2 separate regions of the Sus scrofa genome follow, and region 2 is linked to region 1. A link is a contact called in public HiChIP or PLAC-seq data. All regions are on one chromosome and are shown on one strand. The core of a region is the stretch at or near the end of the contact, and the rest is flanking DNA. Distances in the headings are between cores, read along the strand shown.

Region 1 (5,292 bases), core at 1,243-3,742:
GTCAGAGGTAGGGGTGATAAAGACAGAGGCAGAGAGCATTCCACTACCACCCCAACCAAAAGATGCTCCAGTCTTTCTCTTGGACCCAGGCAGGCCCGCCCACCCTGTCCGGGGCAAGGCCCCTTCTTCCCTGCCTCAACAGCCCAGAACCACCAACCTTCAACACTAGGTCCTCCAAGCTGCTTGCTCGAGCCAGGGGAGCACTGCAGGGAGGGGCAGAAACAACGTCCCGTTGGGCACCTCCTGGCTGTCCCACTGCCTCACTCTCATCCTCATCGCCCCCACCCAAATCCAGGGGCTCCAGCAGGCGGCTGAGGCTGAGCAACCCAGGAGCTGGAGCTGAGTGATCTGAGGAGCAGGGCAAAAAACAGTCATGTCCAGCTCTGCTCTGAAGCAGTAGGGCGCCACTTCTTCTACGCCCCCATCTCAAAACTGAAACTCACCCTTTGGTGCAAAGTCCACACCTTTCTTGAAGCCGGGCGGAACAGTCAGAAGATCTGGAGGAAAGGGACAGAGAGAGAGAATCAGGGCTACTGCAAGCTGCTGAACAAGTCACTATATAAACCTAAAGGACATCATTCACAGTGTAGATGCTGTAGTTGGGGATATTTGTCATGACACTTTTCCAACAGTTGACAGCAGGGTTCCTTCTAATTTGCTCAAAGAAATAAGAAAGCCAGCAAGGACCCAGTGAGAGGCCTGGGCCCTTCCTCCTCGGGGCCTGGGCTCAGAGCCCTCCCTCAAAAGGGCCCATCCTGGCACCACCTCACCTTTCTCGAAGTCTATCTCCTCCTCTGCCTCCTCCCGAGTACTCAGATCTGTGATGCTAGGCTCATCCATCCCACCTGGGGAGAGGTTGGAGAAACAGGGATTCATGGGGTGGCCATGACTCAGGGGGGTGGAGAATAAGGGCTCCCTCTCCCCGACCATCCCATTTCCACAAGCATCACCTGGCCAAAAAGGGTACTGTGTTGGATTCCCCCACAGGGACTGGGAGGCGGGCCCTGGTGGCCGGCGAAGAGATAAGGAGGTTGTGGCCGACAGGTTTGTATTCTCTAGCAGGACCTGAGGCAAGAGATCAGAGCGCCAGTGAGGCTGAGTTGGCCTCTGACAACCCCCCGCTCCGGCCGCCACCCCCCCACCCCACCCCCCCCACTTCCCAACTCTGCTTCTTGTGGCCCCTGACCTCTTACCTCCTTGTAGCCTAGTATCTGGCCTGTGGTTGGGTGTCTTTGGGCCTGCAGGTCGGAGGGGACTGGGGCCCCCAGTGCGGCCAGGAGAGACCAGGGATCCATCTTCCTCTGCCATTTTCTGGACAGAAAGAAATTTTCAGCTCTTTCTCCTCTGTCTCAACTTCCTTCAGGAACCCATTTCCCCTAGTCCAGGCCCCTCTAGACTCCTCACCGGGCTGAGTGCTCCACACCATGCAGAGGCAGCCAGGCTGGAGAGGACAGAAACAACTGTTCTGCTTCTTGCTGCAGATCTGGGGCACAGGGTGGGAGGCCGTGGGGAAGCTGGAACAGGGCAAGACGAGAGGCATGAGGCAAGGAAAGAGAGTAAGACACAGACAAAAGAGATGGTGACGGGCTTCATGTTTAGATCAGAAATGGTAGGTGTCCCATACAGGCTAGGACAATTAGGCTGAAGCAATAGTTTCCAAAGGTTGTCCTACTTTATAGGAAAAACTGACCTGCAACTGAATTATCTGGAGAGCTGTTTAATAATATAGATTTTGGATTAAAGAATTTCTGGAGATGGACCTAAGAATTTCTAATTTAGGAAAGCTCCCCCTCTAATCATGAGGCACACAGATTCTGATAATCACTAGTTTTAGGAAAAGGAGCCCCAGACCTAAGGATGAAAAACCGAAGGTGCTCAAGGGCTGACCTATCAGCCACCAACAAGTGCCCTGGTGCTTGGAGACAGAAGAAGATGCCAGGGAGAAAAGACCCACTGGAAAGAGCAGTTCTCAGAGCTAAAGTTATCCCCAGGGCTCCCTGCTCTGTCTTCTCATGGGCTCTGACGCACTGCAGGTCGACTGGGTTGGGATCCATCCCGCACCAGTCCAAAGCTGGGATGACAGGTGTCCAGAGACAGGTGAGCCAGGTCAGGTTAGACCCTACTGTGAGAAGGCTGAAAGGGGTTTTAAGCCCTATTAATAAGGGTCAAGGTTAGGTTAGAGCTAAAAGTCACTCACGGTGCTCTCTGGAGCCCCAGGCACATTCAGCAGCTCCCAGCGCCCGGTACATCCTAGCTCCAAGGCGCGGAGGGGCAGATCCAGGGGATCTGGGGTAGGCAGCACTATGGGAGGAAAATCACAGGTCAGGGGTCAAGGGTCATTCCCTGTCTCCTCCTCCTTCCCACCTTCTGCCCCCTCACCGAGTCGCTCCGTCTCCATCATCCTGGAGCCACGGTAGCTGCCGGGCAGCCCGGAAGTGTAGGGAGGAGCCGAAACCCGCGGAACTAGCGGCGACTTCCGGAACACACCCCGCTGGGGGCGGGGACGAGCACTACCGAGGGGCGGAACCCAAGCTGGTGGGAGGCCGGACGGAAGTGTGCGCGCCGCGAGCCGCCTTGGTTACCGCGGTCTCCGCCCCTCGCTACGTCATCGCTCCGAGCCAGCGATCCGCTGCCCGCGCGGGCGCCGCCCGAGACCGTGGGGCTCCGGTTGCCGCCCCCTCAGGTAAGGCCTTCTCCGTCTCACCCTTCGCCCCTTTTTTCCGAGCTCCTTCTCTCTTCTTGCCCTGTTCGTTGCTCTGAGAGCGCTGCGCGGGTTCCACTGCCTCCTCTGCTTTTCGGACCCTGCGAATGCCATACTAACCCCAGCGAGGTAGGGGGGGTCTGGTGCCATCGTCTTCGCGACGGAGGGGGTGTTTCTCCCTTCCTGGGCTACGTGGTGCCCCAAGGCGCTGGTATCCGTGATTCCCGGAGAGAGAAGGGAATGCTGGTTGATCCCGACGAGCGGGGGCTTGGACGGCAGCTGGTTTAAGCAAGGGGTAGGGAGAGGCAAAAGACAGGAGTAGGCAGGCCTGGAGGGGTGGGATTGGGTGCAGTGTGGACGGCGTGTGACCCCTGGGCGGTGACAGTGGAGAAAGATGTCTTGGGCCCTGCCCCTGAACCAGGAGCCACCATGTTGGTGATACCCCCCGGACTGAGCGAGGAGGAGGAGGCTCTGCAGAAGAAATTCAACAAACTCAAGAAAAAGGTGAGGGAGTGTGTGTGGGCATGGCCCAAACTTTCAAAGACTCTACACTGAGAACACCTGGGGTGAGTGTGAGGGGATGGGGGGGTGGGGGTTCTTCTAGCTCATACCTAGAGACATGGCACCTCTCAGTGTCCCTTCATGGGTGGACTTTCTCAAGGTGGATACTTGCTTTTCTCTCTTTTCTGTATAGTCTGCCATGGAGGTGTCTTCCTTTCCTCCGGCTTTTAGTACCACCTAAGAACTGGTGATCCCAGGCTTGGTTTTTTTTAGTTCCATCTGTATCTTGCCAATAACCTTCATATATTGCCGCTCTGGTCTTACCTATTCTAATCTTGGTCTTCCAAATAGGACTGACTCCATTCACTTCTCCCGCTGTTTGGAATCCAGATCTCGTCTCTGTCTTATTTGCGTAGCCAAATGTTTGCCGAGTCGTCTTGATTCCTCCTTTGAAGTAACTTCTTCTGTTTACTCCTTCCTGTGTATTCTCGCAGTCAGGCCTTTGCTGATGCTCACCTAGACTGTTGTAATCGTCTCTCAGCAAGTTTCTTTTTTCGACAGACTTTTTTACTTCTATTAAAATGGTGCTTTGAAAACAGAAAACACTGTCCTTCTTTTTCTCAAAAGCCAGTGGTTTCACATTGTCTATAAAAGAGCCTTAATTTGGCAGCCCTTCCTCGTCAAATAGAACTATTCCTGGGAGTTCCCGTCGTGGCGCAGTGGTTAACGAATCCAACTAGGAACCATGAGGTTTCGGGTTCGGTCCCTGCCCTTGCTCAGTGGGTTAACGATCCGGCGTTGCCGTGAGCTGTGGTGTAGGTTGCAGACGCGGCTCGGATCCTGCGTTGCTGTGGCTCAGGCGTAGGCCGGTGGCTACAGCTCCGACTCAACCCCTAGCCTGGGAACCTCCATATGCCGAGGGAGCGGCCCAAGAAATAGCAACAACAACAACAACAACAACAAAAAGACAAAAAAAAAAAAAAAAAAAAAGAACTATTCCTTAATCCCAAAACACACACACATACACACACACACACACACACACACACACACACACACACCCAGAGTCTTATCTCTGCATCTTTGCCGCCTTGTTTTCTTTGTCTAAAATGCCTTTTCTTTTCTGTATGTTATTGTAGATTCTATCCAGGGCTCAGTTTAATGTGGGCATCAGGAAGGTCTTACTTGCTCTCAGCTATAGTCTACACTTCTTTAATCAGTCTTGACAATTTAGTCTGGTCATCTTATTTCTCAAACTCTAAGCTTCTTGAGGGGAGGATTTCCGTCTCATACTTCTGCATAGACCTGTTACAGAAATTCCTAGTGATGCTCTTTCTGATTAAACGTTTAGGGGGCGGACAGGTGAAGCCCCCAAGAAGGCATGGAGACTTACACTTAATTGCAGCTTGTATCTGCAGACTCTGGTCTATGATTAAACCCCTTGTCTTCGACTTGAGAAACGTGAGACTCTGGAAAGCCTCTGGATACTGTGGTTTGAATAGATTAGGTGTTGTTAGCATTGTAGATGCTCTGGGGGACCATATGTGAGAGGCAGGGCTGCCTCAGTGTGCCACTCTAGGGGCACCATTTGCATTATTTTCTCTGAGAAAGTTGTCCCCTGGAGTGATGTGCCCAGGGGCCTTGGGAGAGGACCTGGGCAGGGACTGGCCCTCACTGACCCCTCTCTTCTCACTCTCATTCCCAGAAAAAGGCATTGCTGGCTCTGAAGAAGCAAAGCAGCAGCAGCACTGCCAGCCAAGGTGGTGTCAAACGCTGTGAGTGACAGGGGAAGTGGGGATAGACCGGAAGTGAGGAGCCCAGGCCGACCTCTGTCACAGCCTGGCCAACACAAAGCCTCTTTCCCCCGCCACTCCAGCTCTGTCAGAGCAGCCCGTGGTGGACACGGCCACAGCAACTGAGCAAGCAAAGCAGCTGGTGAAGTCAGGAGCCATCAGTGCCATCAAGGCCGAGACCAAGAACTCGGGCTTCAAACGTTCTCGAACTCTAGAGGGGAAGTTAAAGGTGAGCACAGGGAGAAAGATGGTTCAGGGCATCCGTGACTTCAGAGGGATCCTGCCAAGTTGGAACAG
Region 2 (5,292 bases), core at 1,525-4,024, 180 kb before region 1:
CTGGAGATGAGAATGCCAAAAGTCCTTCCCCACCCTGAACCTCCACCACTGCAGCAGCTGGAGGAGCTTTTCCCAGTCTCTGTGCTCCCCTGAGGCAAGCGAGGTCTAGCAAGCAGCTTGGGTGGGAAAAGAGAACTGGAGGAAGTTGACAGGGATGGGCGGGGCCGGTGGGGGGGCTGACCAGGAACCCAGCTTCCTGCTCAGTACCCAGGCATCCAGCCCCCGGCTCACCCCCACCCCTTTCAGCCCCTACTCCCCTCAGGACCTCAGGGTTCCGGCCCTCCTCCCAAATCCCACCCCCCCATCGGCTTCTCCCCTCCAGGGGATGGAGGCTGAGAGACCCCAGGAAGAAGAGAATGGTGAGCAGGTGAGCTGAGTACTGGGTCGGGGAGGCTGACACTGCGAGAGGGAGGTGAGAAGACCTGAGAAAGAGACTGAGTCATGGTGGACTCCGGGGACGCGGAGGGGCTTGGGCACACTGAGGCAGAAACAGACACAGAGAGAGGAAATGGGCTACTCGCCTAGCCCTCTGCCCACCCCACCCCTGCCTGACTGGCTGGAACCGCTGTCTCTCAGCATCAGGACCCCGATCAGGATGAGCATGGCTGGCCCCCTGTGAACACCAGCACTCGGCCTTGGCGATCTGCTCCTCCGTCCCCTCCTCCTTCAGGGACCCGCCACACAGGTACCCCCACCCACCCAGGGAACTCCCTGACCCTGGTGCCCACATCCTCCCTGATCCCGTTACCAAGCCCCACTCCATCACGGGCTCCTTCCCCACCTCCTCCAGACTCCCCATCACACCCCTGAGCCCTGATCCCAAGTCCCTCAACACCTTACCCTGCACCCCCCCACACACACACACCCCACTCCTGACTGCCAGCTTCTCTGGGTCTCTGAGCCCTCCCCCTCCTCTCCCAGCCGTGGGGCCCCGTTCGGCCTCCCTTCTCTCCCTGCAGACTGAGCTGCTCCTGGACCTGGTGGCTGAAGCCCAGTCCCGCCGCCTAGAAGAACAGAGGGCCACCTTCCATGCCCCCCAGAAGCTCCCAAGCCTAGGCCGAGTCCCACCCCGGCCTCTTGAGGACAGAGAACAGCTCTACAGCACTATCCTCAGTCACCAGGTGAGTCACCCCACTGCCTGCCCCCCCAGGAGACAAGGCCCAGGCTTCTTGGTCTCTTGGTCCCTGTTCTCTTTGGGGCCCCACCCCTCCTTCTCCCCAGGCACCTGCCCTAGTCCCCCATCCCCATCACACATGTCCTATATGCCCCTCACACCAGCCTGGCTCCTTTCAAGGCCTGCTCCTCTTAGAACCTTACCAACAACCTTCCCTGCCTCTCCTCCTCCAGTGCCAGCGGATGGAAGCCCAGCGGTCAGAGCCTCCCCTACCCCCAGGGGGGCAGGAGCTCCTGGAGTTGCTGCTGAGAGTTCAGGGTGGAGGTCGAATGGAGGAGCAAAGGTCCCAGCCCCCCACACACACCTGCTAAGACTTGAGCTCCCACCAGCCCTTCTGCACTCCCGGGGTTCAAAGCTGGGCGGCCCACTGCAGGCCTTGAGCCCTGCCCCGCAGGGGCACCAGAGACTGGAAGAACCAGCAGAATTCTCAATATTCACTGCCCTCATCCACCTTTCCTGGGAACTAGAGGGGGTGAAAGTCCTCAAACCCTGGGAATTGTCAAGGTAGGATGGATATTTAACTCCCCCTGTGACCAAGTAGGTGGGAGCTTGAGGCCGGGAGAGGATCCTAGGTACAGAGGGACACCTCACCCTTTCCTCTGATCTCAGGGAGGGCCTGGAGTCTTGGTCCTGAGCTGTGGGGACACCCTCCCCCCATAGTCTGGCCACCAGGTGGGAGCTGAGGGCTCAGGCCTCCACCTCCCAAGGAGGCAAATCTCCGGAGGTTCTGACCTGAGAGACAGTTCCACCCTTCTTCCCAACAAGAAGGGAGGAGAGGGCACAGCAGAGACATTGACTCTTCTCCCACCCCCCCACCCCCCCACCCTGGCACATCGCCCCCCCAGCCCCAGAACTGAGGGGCCTACAGCCTGTGGATGGACATTGAGCCCTGCCCACCCTCCCTCCCCACTGCTGTTCTGAACTGTCTGATGTTTGGTTATGTGAATAAATATAATTCCCCTCTGGACTGAAGACTGGTGTCTGGGTGGCAGGGTGGAGGGTAGGAAGGTGAGGCCAGAGGCCGCCACTCTCTCCAGTCTGGCCAGAGGCCAGCTCCCCTCCCTGGCTGGTTAATTACTGGCTCATTAAGCAGCGGCTAGAGACCTTCCTAATTATCCCCCCCAGCCCCCCTCTCCTGGTTTTAATTAAGTAGAACAGGGAGGGGAGTCATTAGGAGAAGAAATATGAACTAAGCTGTCTGTGAACCCAGGCATTCCCGCGGCCGGAGTCCACATCAGCTAGAACCCGGATTCAGAACCCCGGCGGCAGGTGCCCCCAGCCCCCAACACGGCGCCCTCCCAAGCCACAGAGGTCCATCCCTGGGGCCTTCCCTTCTTTTCCCCAAGGGCCAGTCTCCTCCCCTCGTCCCCTCCTCCACTTGGTCTCAGTTCCTCTGTTTCTGTGTCTCTCTCCGCCCCCAGCTCCTCCCTGTTCCTCCTCTCTTCTCCCCTCCTCTTCCTCCCCAGCTCCCCTCCCCCAGCCTCCTCCTCCCTCCTCCCCCCTCCTCCCTCCTCCCTCCTCCCTCCCTCTCTCTCCCTCTCCTCTCTCCTCTCTCTCTCCCCTCCCTCTCTCTCTCTCTCTCTCTCTCTCTCTCTCTCTCTCTCACTCACACACCCCCGCTTGGGCCTCCTCTCTCTCTCCGGCTCCATTTTCTCCGCCGCCGGGGGCCGGGGTCTCCTGTGGGGGGCCCAGACGGTACCCCAGGTCTCCCTCCAGGGCCGGGGCGGACCCCCGGGAGAGCCGGGAGAGGGGGAGACGGGCGGGGGTTGGGGTGGAGGGAGCAGCGGCCCCGGCGAGTTTGGGGGGGAAGGAACCAGGCGGGGGGAGGGGCGGAGCAGGGAGGGGGCCTCAGGGCCCCCCCCAACTATGGACGAGCGGCTGCTGGGGCCGCCCCCTCCAGGCGGGGGCCGGGGGGGCCTGGGATTGGTGGGTGGGGAGCCTGGGGGCCCTGGCGAACCTCCCGGTGGCGGAGACCCCGGTGGGGGTAGCGGGGGGGTCCCGGGAGGCCGAGGGAAGCAAGACATCGGGGACATTCTGCAGCAGATAATGACCATCACCGACCAGAGCCTGGACGAGGCCCAGGCCAAGTGAGTGCCCCCAACCCGGGACCCCACACAGACCCAGCAGAATGCCCGTTCACAAGCTCTGAGCCTGCTGGGAGCCCCCCAACTCCAGGACCCTCCCCAGGATCCTTCAGCTCTCCCTTCCTTTCCTTTCTCGCGGGAGCCCAGAGATAACTGATCCCTCTCAAGCCTCCTTTCAGCCCCAGTCCCCGAAACCTTCAAAAGGGGGAACCCTAGGTGGCTCACCCCCCCAACTCTCACTGACCCCCCCCCACTCTCCCCTGGAACACCCTGCCATCTCCAGAGCTCCCTTCTGGCTCCCAGACTAAGATCTTCTCCCCTAAACTCTCCAGCCCACCGTCGGCCTGCGGGCCTCCACACCCCTGCCCAGAGCTCCTACCATTCCTCTCCAGCCCTGGCCCAGCCTCCAAGGGGCCGAGCTCACCCTCTGCCCCAGCTCAGCTGACACTGGAAGCATCAGAGCCTCCCGCCCTGCTCAGTCCCAGGACCCTTCTTCACACACCTCTATACCGAACTCCCCACTCTAGCTTAGCACCTCTGACCCCTCAAACTCCAACTCTTCTCCTCCCCAGCCTCCTCTCTTCCTCTGAAATGTACCTAGTCACCCTCATTTCTGCAGTCACCCCAGGTCGTCCTCTCAACCCTTCTGGATCCTCTCCCACGGTCCTCCGCCCGGCCATGGTGCCTTTCGCCGGCTGCACCTTCCCTCCACCCATCCAAAGCCAAGCCGCTTCCCCGAGTGTCCACACACTGGGAGCCGATCTCTTCCTATGAACCCCCCAACTCCGTTCTGCCCCGAACCCCACTTTCTCCCACCACAGATTTACCCATCTCCTCCCTTGTTCCCAGGCTCTCTCTCACCCTCCTGGGTGTGTCGCTTTGTGGTTGGTCTTTCCCACTCCCCCGTTCCTCTCAACTTTTCTCTCCCGTTCCTCCCAAGGAAACACGCCCTAAACTGCCACCGAATGAAGCCTGCTCTCTTTAGCGTCCTGTGTGAAATCAAGGAGAAAACCGGTATGTGGGATCCCCGTCTGACTTCTCAACTCTGGGGACAGAACCCTGTTCACTGTAGGACTCAGGCTGAGAGTTTGACAACTTGGGGCCCAGAGGAGAGTGGGGGTCAGGAAGATTTGCTGAGGAGGCCTGGGAAGAGGACCCACACCTGGAGACCTGGGTCTCCAGGAGGGCTGAGAGCTGGTGTGGGGTCCCCGGTCCCTAAGTCCACCCGCCTGCACGCTAGGCCTCAGCATCCGAAGCTCCCAAGAGGAGGAGCCCGTGGACCCACAGCTGATGCGCTTGGACAACATGCTTCTGGCGGAGGGTGTGGCTGGGCCCGAGAAAGGGGGTGGCTCAGCGGCAGCAGCTGCAGCCGCCGCAGCCTCGGGGGCGGTGTGTCCCCTGACAACTCCATCGAACACTCGGACTATCGCAGCAAACTTGCCCAGATCCGCCACATTTACCACTCGGAGCTGGAGAAGTACGAGCAGGTGAGGAGAGGACGCTGGAGCGGGTGGAGGGAGACGCCCTTGGGGGAATCTCGAGGCCCACGGGCCCCTCCTCACCAGGCCACCGGCCCCCACTGCAGGCATGTAACGAGTTCACAACCCACGTCATGAACCTGCTGAGGGAGCAGAGCCGCACGCGGCCCGTGGCACCCAAGGAGATGGAGCGCATGGTGAGCATCATCCATCGAAAGTTCAGCGCCATCCAGATGCAACTCAAGCAGAGCACCTGCGAGGCCGTCATGATCCTGCGTTCCCGCTTCCTGGATGCCAGGTGGGGCCCAGGGCCCCAGGCCGGCCCCCAGCTCCGGGCTCCTTCCACTCGTCTCTCAGCCTCGGGGCTGCCATGTTGCAGAATACACAATTCTCCGTGACAGCGGTGCCCTCTGGGGTGCAGCAACATGGTGGCCCTGTGGGGACACCAACACCCTCCTCACCGGCCCCTCTCTCCTCCGTAGACGAAAACGTCGTAACTTCAGCAAACAGGCCACTGAGGTCCTGAATGAGTATTTCTACTCCCACCTGAGTAACC

Evidence for each region. HiChIP or PLAC-seq counts read pairs in DNA pulled down with a chosen protein or histone mark.
Region 2: a contact with region 1 is called in an H3K27ac HiChIP or PLAC-seq map of alveolar macrophages. The contact joins the promoter of PBX2 here to the promoter of SKIV2L in region 1. A contact is called at or near these places in 3 of 5 promoter capture datasets (fetal liver, fetal skeletal muscle and liver), 3 of 47 Hi-C or Micro-C datasets (alveolar macrophages, blood and heart right ventricle) and 2 of 2 datasets of contacts at active chromatin or transcription factors (alveolar macrophages and skeletal muscle).

What each region holds. Positions count from the first base shown.
Region 1 is chr7:24,044,216-24,049,507 of Sscrofa11.1, reverse strand. SKIV2L (Ski2 like RNA helicase) reads right to left here and starts at 2,492. Exons shown (of 28, transcript NM_001101817.1): 1 at 2,380-2,492; 2 at 2,198-2,301; 3 at 1,405-1,514; 4 at 1,194-1,311; 5 at 951-1,065; 6 at 771-845; 7 at 444-497; 8 at 158-348. The coding sequence starts at 2,401. NELFE (negative elongation factor complex member E) reads left to right here and starts at 2,607. Exons shown (of 11, transcript NM_001101825.1): 1 at 2,607-2,683; 2 at 3,123-3,205; 3 at 4,908-4,977; 4 at 5,079-5,224. The coding sequence starts at 3,131.
Region 2 is chr7:24,224,422-24,229,713 of Sscrofa11.1, reverse strand. It overlaps PBX2 (PBX homeobox 2), which reads left to right and starts at 2,774. Exons shown (of 10, transcript NM_001123157.1): 1 at 2,774-3,261; 2 at 4,199-4,272; 3 at 4,499-4,643; 4 at 4,646-4,745; 5 at 4,844-5,034; 6 at 5,219-5,292. The coding sequence starts at 3,041. GPSM3 (G protein signaling modulator 3) reads left to right here. Exons shown (of 4, transcript NM_001123119.1): 1 at 1-367; 2 at 583-685; 3 at 922-1,121; 4 at 1,348-2,141. The coding sequence starts at 326. The coding sequence ends at 1,485.